Regions from separate parts of the Zea mays genome. Here region 2 is linked to region 1. A link is a contact called in public Hi-C data. All regions are on one chromosome and are shown on one strand. Each heading gives the region's core, a stretch centred on a gene start, on an enhancer-like site or on the middle of the called end of the contact. The rest is flanking DNA. Distances are from core to core; before and after follow the strand shown.

What was found. A called contact is a pair of places that touch in the nucleus more often than the background predicts.
Region 2: a Hi-C map of leaf shows a contact between it and region 1, with 9 times the contacts expected there. The contact joins the promoter of LOC100280765 here to the promoter of LOC100284185 in region 1. A contact is called at or near these places in 1 of 25 Hi-C or Micro-C datasets (leaf) and 1 of 3 datasets of contacts at active chromatin or transcription factors (leaf).

The regions. Positions count from the first base shown.
Region 1 is chr10:139,587,188-139,590,536 of Zm-B73-REFERENCE-NAM-5.0, reverse strand. It overlaps LOC100284185, which reads right to left and starts at 1,256. Exons shown (of 5, transcript NM_001367009.1): 1 at 517-1,256. The coding sequence starts at 1,070.
Region 2 is chr10:139,740,823-139,744,142 of Zm-B73-REFERENCE-NAM-5.0, reverse strand. It overlaps LOC100280765 (heat shock factor protein 4), which reads left to right and starts at 2,046. Exons shown (of 2, transcript NM_001291568.2): 1 at 2,046-2,281; 2 at 2,359-3,201. The coding sequence starts at 2,075. The coding sequence ends at 3,108. It overlaps LOC103641959 (Sugar isomerase (SIS) family protein), which reads left to right and starts at 294. Exons shown (of 1, transcript XM_008665258.4): 1 at 294-1,586. The coding sequence starts at 639. The coding sequence ends at 1,286.

The sequences.
Region 1 (3,349 bases), core at 7-2,506:
TTAGGATAGAACTCACAGAACCATTTTTTAACTGTGTAAAAGAATTTTGGGCCTCTTTGGACCCAGTATACTTGCCTTGACTCTTTAACTACTCAGTGCTGAGCCAAAATACTCTACTTTATTATTGATGTAGCTTACAATCCTAGCATCATAGGAACGAGAAACTGCTGACTCAAAAAGTGCAATAGAACCCAATTAAAAAAGAAGGCCAAAGTGAAAATTCTAGGCACGTAATACTGAACTTCAATTCAATGTTTTATCTGCTTCGTTTGCCCTTGCATCCAGAATATTATGTCCAGGTTGATCCCAATGCCATTCTCCAATTTACTCTATTCAGCGAGACTATAGCTAAGATGAGCACACTGAATATTTCACTAGAAGCTACACTACCACCCGCCAGTATTGGTCCACTTAAGTTGGGATAAGAAATAACACGCTCTCCTGCATGGATATTACCGTACATGTACTATGCATAAACAGTTTTAGAAACCTTTCCAAGCAGATCCATCAAATTACCTGGCGTAATCAGTGCGGCGACCATGGAGATCGAGCTCCCTGTCATCCTCGTCACTGGATGAGGACGATGCGTCGCTGCCCCTTTCCACGTCTGCAGGCGCTGCGCCAGCGACGGCGCTGCCGCGCTGGCCGTGGCGCATCCTGTACTCGATTGCGACGCAAATCATGTGTACGACGCACTGAAGGGCGTAGCCGGCGACCCAGGTCCGGAGCGGCATGGGCGAGTCCTCGTCGCGGCTGAGCACGAGCACGACCGCAGCGACGGTGATGAAAGCGAGGTTCCACAGCAGGTCGAGCGCCACGACGGGGCGGGAGTAGGCCCAGTCAGCCTGCCGCTCCTCGAGGTGCTCTGCGGCGGCCTCCCGCACCAGCACCGAGGGCTCCCGCATGGCCCGCCGCCCGCCGCGACGCAGCAGCCGCGCCGCGCCGCGGAGGGAGGGCCGGCGAAGCGCTCCATCTCGGCGACGGGACCCGCCGCCGGAGGCGCCGCCCAGCAGCGGCGCAGAATCGAGACGCGCGGCGGCGCTGGGGCTCGGTGAGCGAGGCGTCGCCATACAGGGGAACTCCGTGAGAGATCAGGATTCAGGAGGAAGGAAATACTTTCTTCGTAGGAATGGAATTCCTCTGAACAAGACGCCGTGACGGGTTTAGAAACTCGAATCTTTTCTCGTTTTTTCTGCCTTTCCCTATTTTTCAATAAAACTAAAAAAATATATCATTGCAACAGATTACGTGAATTTGGGACCAGGAATTCGAGTGAACAGACTATAGTACCAATAAGGATGAAATGATCGGAAACGGTCCATAAAGGCTAAAAACATTTACGATTGTATATGAGAATTCAAATAAAAACGTTAACTCTTGAAACTGAAATGAAATCGGTATTTCGAAAACGGACTTTCGGTACGTAAATAAATTGGTAATGATTGGGATTTAAATACAATTGATAAACATACTAATATGAAAGCATCTCAATATAACGAGTTCATAATATAACAAGATCATAATCGCCATAAGTTAAAAATAAGATAAGTTCATAAAAAATACAAATTCACAATTCACAAGTTCATAAAGTAAAGATTATAAGTTCACAATTCATAAGTTGACAAGTTCTTAAAGATCACAAATTCACAAAGATCACAAGTTCACATACTCACATTTCACAAGTTAACAAATTTACAATAACCACAAGTTCACAATTCATAATATAACAAGTTCACAAAATTCTGATAAATGTTTTTGTTTTCAAAAATTACCCTTGCCGATGAATCCTATCGAAAAAATCAAAACGGTTTCTGGAATTCCGGAAAATTTTGAGACCTAGATTCAGAAAAAAGTCGACTAATTTCGGTAACCGAAAGAAATGGTCGGTAAAATGTCCCATCGATTTCGATATTGTTTTCGATAAAAAAAATTCCAATAACTGATTCTATTTCTAACAATACCATCTTCGCCCCCTAATAGCGAAATTCCCTATTTCGATTCCTGTGGGAACAAAATTATGGGGCACAGAGTGTAGATGACATTGTTTGCAAAGTGAAAATTGAAATCGGGAATGAGATAGGTATGGTGAAACAGACGGGAAAATCATGTTTCGTCCGGTATTGTATTCCGTTTTACTCGGATTGTTTTCGTTTTTGCGGGGAAAAGCAGAAAACGAGACACATACAGATGATATATTGCAGGAACGAAAACGGTTCAGTGTTTTCGTCCGTATTTTCAAAATCTCATTTTTCCGCGATATTTCCGTTTTTGCTGTTTACAAACTCCCATTTTAGGTAGCGCATAAAATAATATACAACAAAGTAATGCCTTTAGCCCTACTCTCTGTGGCATACTTACATAATCTTTGATGCTATCATGTTAGCATGTTACAACCTTATAGAGTACTCCCTCTTGTCTTATATATCCAGAAGTTTGGGGTTTATGAATGAAGGTTGCGGGCAAAAAATGTTGTCTTTACACACGTTGTTGATCTTTTAAAACATATGTTTTTTGCCGATTTTTAAACTTTTAAAGTTATGATTTACAGTGTCCTAAACTCTTAACATTATAGTTTAATGAGTGATTGTACAATATTGCATATTCCGGTTAAGTTACCGTCTGTTTCTGTTCGTTTTAATCCGTTCTCGTGTAACTATATATATACCGCAATTGTTTATGTTTACGACTATACCGTCTACTCTTGTTTTCTGTTAAAATTAATGAAAATGAGAGAGTGATTTTCCGATTGTTTCTGTCATTTTCATTTCTAGAGATATGGGATAGTATATGGAAACTTGAGACGACCTAATCATGGCTGCAATCCTCCGTGTTAGTTTAGACCATCACCATCTTACCTGCCCACCAAAGATAAGTGAGCCTTTGTGCTTAAAAAAATAAATGTCTTCTAGTGCTAGTAATAAGTGGGTACCTTGTAAATAAAGAAATATCGTCGATATTTTCTTGTGTACATATGATAATCACGAATATGGTCGGAAAGCATGCCTATCTTTTTTCATTCCCATAGCCATTTAGTTTTTCCTAATTTTTGTGTTTTAGTTTTTTTCTAATAATATGGTAAACGTCCGATAAAAATGATAAACAGCAGTGGTCGAGATTTTCTCGTCCTGTTTTTATATATAGGTGGGTGTTTATTTGGCTAGAAGGAAATTGAGTAATCCTTATTAATCCCCTTCTAACTAAACAAACTGTAGAGACATATCTGGCATCAAGGGATCTCGAAGGAATTAAGGGCATGTTTAAAAGCAAAAAGATTAGAAGAAAGTATACATAAAGCAATTTTTACTTTAGTTTAAACAATACTTAAATTTAATAGTACTTAAATTATACT
Region 2 (3,320 bases), core at 797-3,296, 150 kb before region 1:
AAAGGCGTCGCAATGGCTAGCTATTTCACTAGCTTCCTACGTGGATAGAAAATATAGAAAAATTGAGAATAGTTAGCGACGAGCAATTAAGTCCCGTTTGATTTGTGGTGACTAAAGTTTAGTTACTTTTAGTCACTAAAGAAGCAAACATGGTGACTAAACTTTAGTTCTTTAGTCACTAAGAGGATGACTAAAAGGGACTAAAGTAGTATTTTTACCTTATTTGCCATCTCCACTTTCTTCTTATAGCAAACATTCATTAATTAATAGGGGTAAAACAGTCATTATTCACAACAATTATTGCTCTTTAGTCCGGTTTAGTCACTGGAACCAAACGGAATACTTTAGCGACTAAACTTTAGTCTAGTGACTAAAGGAACTAAACAGAGCCTTAGACAGGAGATTTTACGTATTCCAAAAAAAACTAGATGTATTACATGCAGAACCAAATACTGGTGTTGAAATAAATTACTATTTTTATTTTTCTCTCACCCTGCATCAGCTAGCTATTTGAGGACGCCCAAACAAGTGGCCGAGGCCGAGTTGACTACAGGGCACAGGCCATCCGAGTTCCAATCCTCCACGAGGATTCGGCCATTCGGATAAACCACAGCCCACAGGCCACAGGCGCGACAACAATGACCGGCAGCGACACCGCCGCGGCCTCGGCGCAGCAGGCGGACGCGGCCGCTATATGCGGTCAGATCGCGTCCGTCTTCTCCGCGCCCTCGCCGCGCCCGCCCGCGCGCTCCGTCCTGGTCTCGGAGCTGGAGGCCGCGGCCTCGCGGGGCGGCCGCGTGTTCGTGCACGGCGTCGGGCGGGAGGGCCTCATGATGCGCGCGCTCTGCATGCGGCTGGCGCACCTGGGCCTCCCCGCCCACTGCGTCGGCGACGTCACGGCGCCGCCAGCGGGCGGCGGGGACCTCCTCGTGGCCTCGGCGGGGCCCGGCGCGTTCTCCACCGTCGACGCCATCTGCGGCGTGGCGCGCGGCGCCGGCGCGCGCGTCCTGCTGCTCACGGCGCGCCTCGAAGGGGACTTCCCGCGGCGTCAGGCCGACGTGGTGGCACACCTCCCCGCGCAGACCATGGCGGATGACGAGGAGGGGGCGGGGGAGACGGAGACGGAGACGGAGGCGGAGGGGTCGCCGGCGCGGGCGAAGCTGCCGATGGGCAGCCTGTACGAGGGAGCTATGTTCGTGCTGTTCGAGATGGTGGTCCTGGAGCTCGCGCGCGTCTTGGGTCAGAGCCCGGCCCAGATGAGGGCCCGCCACACGAATTTGGAGTAGTGTTGAGCGCCGCTGCCGGTGTTTGGCAACTACAGAGCGTCACTGCCAACTCACACGAGTGGCTTGGCTACACACTGGGGTATTTGTGCGCTGAAGGGAAGTGGGAAGGAGCAGATTGATCCTTGTTCTTGATAGCGTGTGTGTAATCAGAGCTAATAATTTGTTAGCAGCTGAGTAATAAAGTCACGCCCAGTTTTTTTTTTAAAAAAAAATTCAGCGGTTATGACGTTAAGTGCCAGATGATGGTATTTACAGTATGTTGTAAAATTGATACATAATGCGTGCATTGTTTCTGTGATATACGCATACACTACGGATGTTGCGTTCGCGTTCCTATAAAAACTGGAGTTCATGTACAGAGAATTAAGGCAGCGGCATTAGGCCGTATTGTTATTTAAAATATTGTTTTGTATTGTAAATTATATATTTTTTTATAGTGTAGTTTGAATATGAGAACAGAGATGTGTAGAGATAGTTTTATCTATTTTAAAATTTTATGTACGAGAACTTTAAAAAAGAATATTCATAAAGGACAAAAGTGTCCATTTGGGCTCTGTCCAAGTGTAACTCAGCCCATCAATCCAAACGGGCACTCTCTAGAAACAACGCACGTGTCGGCTACCGCAAGGAAAGTCGGGAACCTTCTAGAACCCGCTGGATGCTTCTCTCACCTAGGTCCAACTTAATCTCATCCCCAAATCCACCTTTCTAGATGCGTCTTCCTCGCTCTGTCCTCTCCTCACACTTTCCTTTCCGCGGCCCCTCTGCTCACCGCACTCCGTTGCCTGATGGCGTTGCCGGCGGCGGGGACGCCGCCCTTCCTGACGAAAACTTACGCCATGGTGGAGGACTCGGCCACGGACGATACGATCTCGTGGAACGACACCGGCACGGCCTTCGTGGTGTGGCGCCCCGCCGAGTTCGCCCGTGACCTTCTTCCCAAGCACTTCAAGCACAGCAACTTCTCCTCGTTCGTCCGCCAGCTCAACACCTACGTGGGTACCCGAGTCCTTACTTGCCCGTTCCGCTCTTCTTCTTCTGCCTAACAGTCTATTCCGTTCTCTGTGTACAGGGATTCAAGAAGGTAGTCGGGGACAGATGGGAGTTTGCCAACGACGGCTTCCGGAGAGGCGAGAAGCACCTTCTCGCCGGAATACAGAGGCGGAAGGGGACCGGCGCCGTGGCGGCGGTACCGGTGCCGGGCATACCGGCGGGGATACCGTTACCGCTCTCGTCCCCGCCCACGAGCTCTGGCGGGGAGCCGGCGGTCTCCTCGTCGCCGCCGCGTGGCTCGACGGCTGGAGTTAGCGGCGCGGTGGCCGAGCTGGAGGAGGAGAACGCGCGGCTGCGACGCGAGAATGCGAGGCTGGCGCGGGAGCTGGCCCGCGCGCGGCGCCTCTGCGACGGCGTGCGCCAGCTCATGGCTCGGTACGACGACGACCAAGGCAGAGGCGGAGATGAGGATCCGGCGGACGGCGACGAGGGGCATGGCGGCAGTGGGGAAGGTCCCAGCGGCCCAGAAGTGAAGCCAATGCTGTTCGGCGTCCCAATCGGGGCCAAGCGGCTACGCGGTGCGCGTGGTGATGGAGACGATGTAGATGACGGCGAGGACAACGACGAGGAACAAGATGAAGACGACGAGAGGCAAACGGTGCGGAAGCAGGGGGTTAAAGCGGCCAGGAGGAACGAGGCGTCGGATCTGGACGTGCTGACGCTGTCCGTGCGGGCGGCCGCGGCGGCGAGGACGGGCGGAGGATCACGTGACCGCAAAAGCCCCATTAACGCCCACCCCGATAGGAGCCTCAGTCTAGGGCTGAAATGACTGACACTCGTGTAGAGTACTGTAGTATCGATTGTAGTATTGTATTGAGTGGTGCTGCACGGTTGAATTGAATCATCTAGAAATCAAAATTTAGCAACGGGGCATCTCCTGACTGTCAAGTAGAATGTTTAAATAATAATTACATATATAAATATAGTTTAGTTATAAAACTAAAAGCATCTCCAACAAAATTCTTTAAAATGTAGTCCTAA